Linked DNA regions of Ovis aries: region 1 is linked to region 2. A link is a contact called in public Hi-C data. All regions are on one chromosome and are shown on one strand. The core of a region is the stretch at or near the end of the contact, and the rest is flanking DNA. Distances in the headings are between cores, read along the strand shown.

The links. A called contact is a pair of places that touch in the nucleus more often than the background predicts.
Region 1: a Hi-C map of tail adipose tissue shows a contact between it and region 2, with 10 times the contacts expected there. The contact joins two enhancer-like sites. A contact is called at or near these places in 12 of 16 Hi-C or Micro-C datasets (blood, hypothalamus, liver and 7 more).

The regions. Positions count from the first base shown.
Region 1 is chr1:164,200,403-164,204,408 of ARS-UI_Ramb_v3.0, reverse strand. No RefSeq gene overlaps it. Among named protein-coding and RNA genes, the nearest start is that of DCBLD2, 90 kb to the right of the region's middle. Within about 2 kb of position 1,823, at least 6 of the 54 cell types and tissues checked have an H3K27ac peak or open chromatin away from gene starts, as enhancers often do. A contact at or near this core is called in hypothalamus, where this site is marked.
Region 2 is chr1:164,048,500-164,052,876 of ARS-UI_Ramb_v3.0, reverse strand. It overlaps DCBLD2 (discoidin, CUB and LCCL domain containing 2), which reads left to right. Exons shown (of 16, transcript XM_004002870.6): 8 at 681-896; 9 at 1,925-2,049. Among named protein-coding and RNA genes, the nearest start is that of TRNAE-UUC, 54 kb to the left of the region's middle. Within about 2 kb of position 2,161, at least 10 of the 54 cell types and tissues checked have an H3K27ac peak or open chromatin away from gene starts, as enhancers often do. A contact at or near this core is called in hypothalamus, where this site is marked.

The DNA.
Region 1 (4,006 bases), core at 574-3,073, 150 kb before region 2:
GTCCATCACCAACTCCCGGAGCTTGTTCAAACTCGTGTCCATCCAACCATCTCATCCTCTGTTGACCCCTTCTCCTCCTGTTCCATCTTCCCCAGCATCAGGGTCTTTTCAAATGAGTCAGCTCTTCGCATCAGGTGGCCAAAATATTGGAGTTTCAGCTTCAGCATCAGTCCTACCAATGAACATTCAGGACTGATTTCCTTTTGGTTGGACTGGTTGGATCTCCTTGCAGTTCAAGGGACTCTTAAGAGTCTTCTCCAACACCACAGTTCAAAAGCATCAATTCTTCTGTTCTCAGCTTTCTTTATAGTTCAACTCTCACATCCATACATGACTACTGGAAAAACCATAGCTTCGATTAGACAGACCTTTGTTGGCAAAGTAATGTCTCTTCTTTTTAATATGCTGTTTAGGTTGGTCATAGCTTTCTTCCAAGGTGTAAGCGTCTTTAATTTTATGGCTGTAATCACCATCAGCAGTGATTTCAGAGCCCCCCAAAATAGTCTCTTATTATTTCCATTCTTTCCCATCTATTTGCCATGAAGTGATGGGACTGGATTCCATGATTTTACTTTTTTGAATGTTGAATTTTAAGCCAGCCTTTTCACTCTCCTCTTTAACTTTCATCAAGAGGCTCTTTAGTTCTTCTTCACCTTCTGCCATAAGGGTGGTGTCATTTGCATATCTGAGGTTATTGATATATCTCCCAGCAATCTTGATTCCAGCTTGTGCTTCATCCAGCCTGGCATTTTGCACGATGCATATAAGTTAAAAAAGCAGGGTGACAATATACACCCTTGACATACTCCTTTCCCGATTTGGAACCAGTCTGTTGTCTCAAGTCCAGTTCTAACTATTGCTTCTTGACCTGCATACAGATTTCTCAGGGGGCAGATAATGTGGTTTGGTATTCCCATCTCTTGAAGAATTTTACACAGTTTGTTGTGACCTGCACAAAGGCTTTGGCATAATCAATAAAGCAGAAGTAGATGTTTTTCTGGTATTCTCTTGCTTTTTTGATGATCCAGTGGATGTTGGCAATTTGATCTCTGGTTCCTCTGCCTTTTCTAAGTTGTGCACTTTATTTCTAATCTAGTGCTGCCACTGATCTGGCAGGAGGTACCGGTCCATGGCCTAGAGTCTGGGGACACCTGAACTAAGGAGGGAATGATGCTGAGGCTGAAACTCCAGTACTTTGGCCACCTCATGCAAAGAGTTGACTCATCGCAAAAGACTCTGATGCTGGGAGGGATTGGGGGCAGTAGGAGAAGGGGACGACTGAGGATGAGATGGCTGGATGGCATCACGGACTCGTTGGACGTTAGTCTGAGTGAACTCTGGGAGACGGTGATGGACAGGGAGGCCTGGCATGCTGCTATTCATGGGGTCGCAAAGAGTCGGACAGACATGACCGAGTGGCTGAACTGAACTGAACTGAACTGAACTAAGGTCTGATTCTGAAATCCTTGTAAGAACACTTAGTATTCTTGAAGAGAGGTACTTTGAAAGTGTTAGGATGAGACTGGCATATGAGATTGCCAATATTCATTTCTTTTGATGTAGGAAAACAGCACTTTATTCTGGCTTTGCCTGACAGATATGAAGGGCTACTTGTAAAATATAAGCTTCCTCTACTTCATCTATTTATTTATTTTTAGTCTAAAACCATGATTAAGCTAGTATTTTTGCAAAAATAAATAAAAGATTGCAGTGAAGTCAGAAGAAAAATTTATGTAGTACAATTTAAACCCAGTTGCATGTCTCATCCTGTCTCACCAGAGATGACATCACTGCTCCTAAATGGGGAGGGCTGGTCACAGGGGAGACCCTGTTTTTATTGTGATCAGCTGCAGACCATCAGCAACAATGACCTCATCTGCAGCTGAGGAGGTTTGACCTTTGCCCCCTTAGGCATGTGAAGCAGAAAAAAAACGCTTCACAAGCCAAGGAATGTAAAACAGACAAGCATCCCTCAGCTTGGCAGAGTTTATCAAGCAAGTGTTAAGTGCAAATGGTCAGACTTGGACATGATGTAAAAGCAATTAAAAGGAAAAAAAAAAAACAGTGAGCAGCCTGGGAGTTGGGTGGGTCCTTTGACGTTTCTTGGAAATATTAAAAAAATATTATTTTCATTTTACAATAGTAAAAGATAAAGGAGATTTTTTAAAAACTGTGCTTGTATGGAATTTTCCATCAAGAGATGGTAGAATTTAAATTCTTTTTGGTATCAGTTTCTATGAGAATATCTTAGACCTAATCAAATCAATTTGGTCCACCAATGGATAGGTTAATTGCCTACATTAAAAAAAAAAATACAACTATAAGGCATGTTCTTTAGCTAAATTTTTTAAACTTTTTATTTTGTATTGGGGTATAGCTGATTAACAGTGTTGTGACAGTTTCAGGTGAACAGCAAAGAGGCTCAGCCAGACACATCCATTCTCCTCCAAAGGCCCTCCCATCCAGGCTGCCACAGTACACTGAGCCTAAAAGTAGGTGCTTGTTGGTTCTCCATTTTAAATGTAGCAGTGTGTAGAGGCAAGCTTAAGTTCCTTCTCTAATTCTGTGTGTCTCTTTCTGTTTTGTAAGTAAGTTCATTTGTATCAATTCTGTTTAGATTCCACATTTAAGGAATGCCATAGGATATTTCTCCTCTCTCTGACTTACTTCACTCAGTATGACAATCTCTAGGTCCATCCATGTTTCAGCTAAATTTTTTAACTGTTGCAGTGATCATGAAGATTCCATAACAAGGGCCTGGGTTAGACACTCACACACATCCAGTAATGTGTGGACATTCACTGGGGACATTCTACTGAGTATTCTTTTCCCATCCTGCCTTCTTCCACTGAACAACTCACAGGCAGACCAGTTCCAAAGTAACAGTTCCTTCCATTCAAAAACTCCTTAATAACCGGAAATTGTTTAATATTTTAGGATTTTTGACATGTATCCTTTAATGTGCACCAAGAGCGGAAACTCTGAAAGTCAGTTTAAAAAGATGGGTGAAATTGTTAGGTCAAAATAGATTGTTCCCATCTCCTGGCTGATTGTTAATCAATATCTTCTAAATCAAACAGCCTGTGGGAAGCAGATTTTATGTGTGTTTCACTTGCAACTAAATTGGAGAGATAGAAGCCTTCCAAACGAGTGCTGAAATCTGAAACATGAGAAATATTTCATTCAGGTAAAGAAGGCAGTTCATTATCCTAATTTTAAGCTGGGCAGTTACCCAACGAACAGGCCAAGTCCTTTATGTGTCCTGAGTGAGTTTTATCTGACTCACTGCTTCCCACTCTCCGAATGAAATGTAACTCATTCCCTCAAGCTAAGAATCTGAGAAGACCAATTGCTTTAAAAGATGTGAGGAAAAGAACTGATGATTTAGGTGAAAATTCTGGGGAAATCTTCACATTCTCTTTTAAGAGGGGGGAAACTTATGGGAAAAACAATAGAGCAGAATGAGTCTTTAGACCCGGATTTCTCAAGTCAAAACCATCTGCTCATTTAGGTGGTTAGCATTGTAAGGAACCCCTCCATTATTATTTTTGTGGTGCTGGTGATGATCATTTTAATGTTTGTCTGATGTATTTCTATTTACTAAAATTCTGTTGAAAATGAGATGTTAAATTTCAAAAAAGTTCTTATATTCCAGCAATTACTATTTCAGAGAGTTTTCCTTGGTTATCCCTCAGGACCCCAGAAAAAAATACTCAATTTACCATCTGGGTCCAATAGACCCTTTTAGTTTGCATAGTTAAATTGTATTTATAATTCATTTTTGAATACTTACAGAGGTAAACATGAAGCGGTAGTGTAAAATTTATTATAGAGAAAGAAGTTCATAAAAGTATTATACCGTAGTGTCTTTTCTTTTCCACTCCGTAAAGTTTATTGGGTTCATAACTGGATGGCTTGAACGGATATAAATTGTGATTTATCCATACGATAGAATACTATTCAGCATGAAAAGGATACATCCAACAACATGAACATATCTCAGAAA
Region 2 (4,377 bases), core at 912-3,411:
CAGTGGATAAGTAAATGAATGTTTATAATGTACTGTCTATAACATTATAAAAGATATAGGAAATAAGGCAGGGAAAGAAGACAGGCATTGCAGGAGGGACTGGTTAGAAGTTTGGAGTGGGTTGGGGCAGGCCTCAGGGAGGAGTGACATCTGAGCAACACCTGGAGGAGTAGGGGAGCCTGTTGCCCACTGAGGAAGGTGTCCCAGAGAGAGGGAAAGGTGCCACCAGTAACTGGTGGTTATTGCTGTGAATGGGCTTCTCAGGTGGGTCAGTGATAAATAATCTGCCTGCCAGTGCAGGAGATACAGGAGACTCAGGTTCGATCCCTGGGTCAGAAAGAACCTCCGGAGGAGGAAATAGCAACCCACTCCAGTATTCTTGCCTGGAGAATTCCATGGACAGAGGAGCCTGGCGGGCTGCAGTCCATGGAGTAGCAAAGAGTCGGACATGACTGAGCGCACTCACATGCCTTGCTGTGAATAAATACGTCTGTATGTTCTCTGATGAAACCCAAAGACAGACCCAAGAAGCATTTGCCTGCTTTTGAAATCCTCTAGTATAGGCTATTGTCAGCATAGTGAATGTTAATTAAAGGTACAGTTCAGAGTTTCCAATGAATAAGTATTTATAGCTCAGAGTTTTATGTCTGGAAACCGAATTACTTTCTTCTTTGTTTCAGGTTGTTATGGAACACTGGGCATGGAATCTGGCGTGATCGCTGATGCTCAAATAACAGCATCGTCTGTGTTGGAGTGGACGGACCACACAGGACAAGAGAACAGCTGGAAACCTGAAAAGGCCAGGCTGAAAAAACCTGGACCTCCTTGGGCTGCTTTTGCCACCGATGAATACCAGTGGTTGCAAGTAGATCTGAATAAGGAAAAGAAGATCACAGGTAAAAGACAGAATTTTCTAGATGATTTATAATGCTGATTTCATTTGAAAACCTGGTGACATGTAAGAATTTCATAGAAAATTTGGTCACTGCAAATTTAATTATATGATTTTAAGTGTAGTTCTGGAGAGGGAAATGTCAACCCACTCCGGTATTCTTGCCTGAAGAATGCCACAGACAGAGGAGCCTAGCAGGCTACACAGTCCATGGGGTCCCAAGAGTCCCACATGACACCAAGTTTAGTTTACTGGTATTAATACGACCAAAGGTTTTACAAAGCATTGCAAAGGAGAGGAGTTGGTAATTGATTCTTATTAGTTTTTCTTTTCATTGTAGTAAGTTTTTTTTAGGGTAGTGTTAGAGTAAAGGGATCTTGAGGCATCTGAAATAACCATCTCCTACAGTCATTAAGTGGAGAAGGAAATGGCAACCCACTTCAGTGTTCTTGCCTAGAGAATCCCATGGACAGAGGAGCCTGCAGGGCTACAATCATGAGGTCACAAAGAGTCAGACACAACTCAGTGACTAAACAGCAACAACAGTCATTAAGGGAAGTTTATGTTCAATGAGCCCATTTTAAGAGCAACAAATAATATCCCACATGTGCCGAGTATAAATTTAATTATTTAGAGCAACTTAACACATGGGCAGAATATTTGGTTAGGATTGCTTTAGATAATTTTGTTGAAATTTATTTTGCTTTGGTACTAAAAATAATGCCAATAATCTTTATTCATTCCCAGGAAGTCATTCTTTTTCAGTAAGTGAGCAGTATTTTGCAGTGACAGGAATACAGGCTGCCAAAATACAATAGTCCTTTCCTTATATGTGGTCATAATTCTTCCTGTCCCTCCAAGGGAACAAAGCCAAGGAGTAGTTCCTATTAGGTTGAAACCTTGCACTTAGGTATGGTCCTGTGCCACAGACAAAACTGTCCGAACAGTACATTTTAGGTGTTAATGCTTCAGTGATGAACAAACTTCAAGGATCAGACTGTGAGCTCTAATGGATCACCTTCCTGTTCCCAGGCATTGTGACTACTGGCTCCACCATGGTGGAGCACAATTACTACGTGTCAGCCTACAAGATTCTGTACAGTGCTGATGGGCAGAGGTGGACTGTGTACAGAGAGCCTGGTGTGGACCAGGATAAGGTAAAATGGTCACTGAAGTATTTCTAAAGAGCAATTTTAGAAGAGGGTGATGGGTAGGTGTGGCCTTTGCAATGAGCCACAGAAGCTCTCCCTTTGTGATACTAAAAATTAAATATCATTTGGTCTTACTCTGCCCTCTCCTGGTTATTTTAGGTATTATTGGTTTTTTGGGCTTCCCTGGTGGCTCAGCTGGTCAAGAATCCACCTGCAATGTGGGAGACCTGAGTTTGATCCCTGGGTTGGGAAGATCCCCTGGAGGAGGGCATAGGAATCCCCTCAGTAATCTTGCCTGGAGAATGGAGGACTATAGTCCATAGGGTCACAAAGAGCTGGACGCGATTGAGCGACTAAGCATAGCACACAGTTATTAGCCTTACCCTTCTAACATGGTTAGGAAATTCTCAGGGTGTCTGGGTCCTTTTTAATGATTGTAAGGGTAAGTACTTTCTTGATTTCTTTTTCCAGAATTAATTAAATTGTTTAAATAATGTATTAATTATTTATTATAATTAATGAATTTCTTATCTTTAAAAAACTTTTCTTATCAGTCCACAGAATGGTGGCGAGCCTAATTTGTTCCTAGATTTCTACTCTCTAGGCAAGGTGAGGGGGCTGCAGAGGATAAAGCAGAAGGGCATTAAATTATATTCTATTATAGAAAGATCATTTCAAGATCACCTCACCAACATTTGTTGTAAAAGAACAACTATGTTTTTTCTACCTGGAGAACTTCCTCATCTTACTTTTTAGTTAGCCAAAAATGACAGCGCTGTAATGTGCCAGAACAGATGCTTAGGGGTAGAGAGAGACTAGCAGAGGTGGCTCCCAGCTGAAGGTCAGTTTCTTTCATCTGGGCTCCTGGTCTTGATCCACCCATCGCAAGGGGTCCCTGTCCCCAGGGAAGGTGATTGCCTCTCATCTGGAATTGAATTATGAGCACATTTTTCCAGTGAAACCTCCCCATGAGTTTTGCTTTGATTTTATGATACTATCAGTTCTCTGCCATATATATGGTATGCTAATATTTTCACTTGCCACTTATCTCTCTGTTCAGAAAACTCCAGGGGTTCCTTTTAGTCTTTCATCTGGATCTAAACTCTTCAGCTGTTATTCAAGGCCTTCCTTCTTTCTCCTCTACTTGATATCACAAGAACTTCACCTTTAGTGAGCCTCCACCCCTTGCGGCAAATAACAATATTGTCTCTGTCTGTAACTTATTTCTGCTTAATGCCCCCAAACTTGACTACTTTTTACTATTAGCACATCCATATTTATTTGTATAGTAGTATTTGTTATACTTATGGAATAATTTTTATAATCATAAGTATTATCAATGCTTATATTTTAAAAACGTCTCAACAAAGTTCTGAGAAAATATTTTGGCTTCTTTTTTGAAAGATAATTTCACTGGGTTTAGAGTTCTAGGCTGGGACTTCCCACATGGCTCAGTGGTAAAGAATCCACCTGCCAGTGCAAGAGACGCAGGATACATCCGTTCAATCCCTGGGTTGGGAAGATCCCTGTAGGAGGAAATGGCAGCCTACTCCAGTATTCTTGCCTGGGAAAGCCCATGGACAGAGGAGCCTGGTGGGCTACAGTCCATGGGGTGGCAAAGAGGTGGACCCGAATTAGCAACTAAACCACTGCCTATAGGATCAGAGTTCTTACCTGTAAAATGAGGAAGTGGTCTGGCTTATTAGTTCTGACCTGACACACATAGCTGTTCTGCGATGCAGTTAGGTTACTTGGAAACCATGTGATCTTTCCAAGGCTTACATTTTTGTGTTGTTAGGCAAGACCTGAGCAGCTTTAGTTCTCATCTTTCCCGACTGCTGAGACAGTATTGTTCAAGAACTCAGCCTGGTATCCTTTGTCTATGAGGTTTTCCCACTCTCTGCTGGCAGAGAAGTGGGAACTGTGTTTATACAGTTTCTCCAGTAGGTGGAGATACATATCCCTTATGTGTTTACTAGTGTGTTCACTTTCAGTCAATTTATTGAGAGAAAAATTATGAAAAGTACACAGTAAAGCATTTCCTCTAAGACCTCAAATGTTCAATTATGCTTTACCTTAAAAATAAATTTAAACAGTTGATGATTCCACAGGAATTATTAATACAATATACTGTGCACTGTAATTAAAACCTCTTCAAATTGCCAAGTTAGAACTTTTGTTATGTTTAAATCATATAAAATGATTTTTATATTCAGTATTTCCTTTTATGAAATTTTTATGAAGAAGGTGCTGCTTCTTAATAGTTTTTCCAAATTATGATTTATTTTCATACAAATTAATGCTTATTGTCATACTTTGCAGAGCTCATTTAAG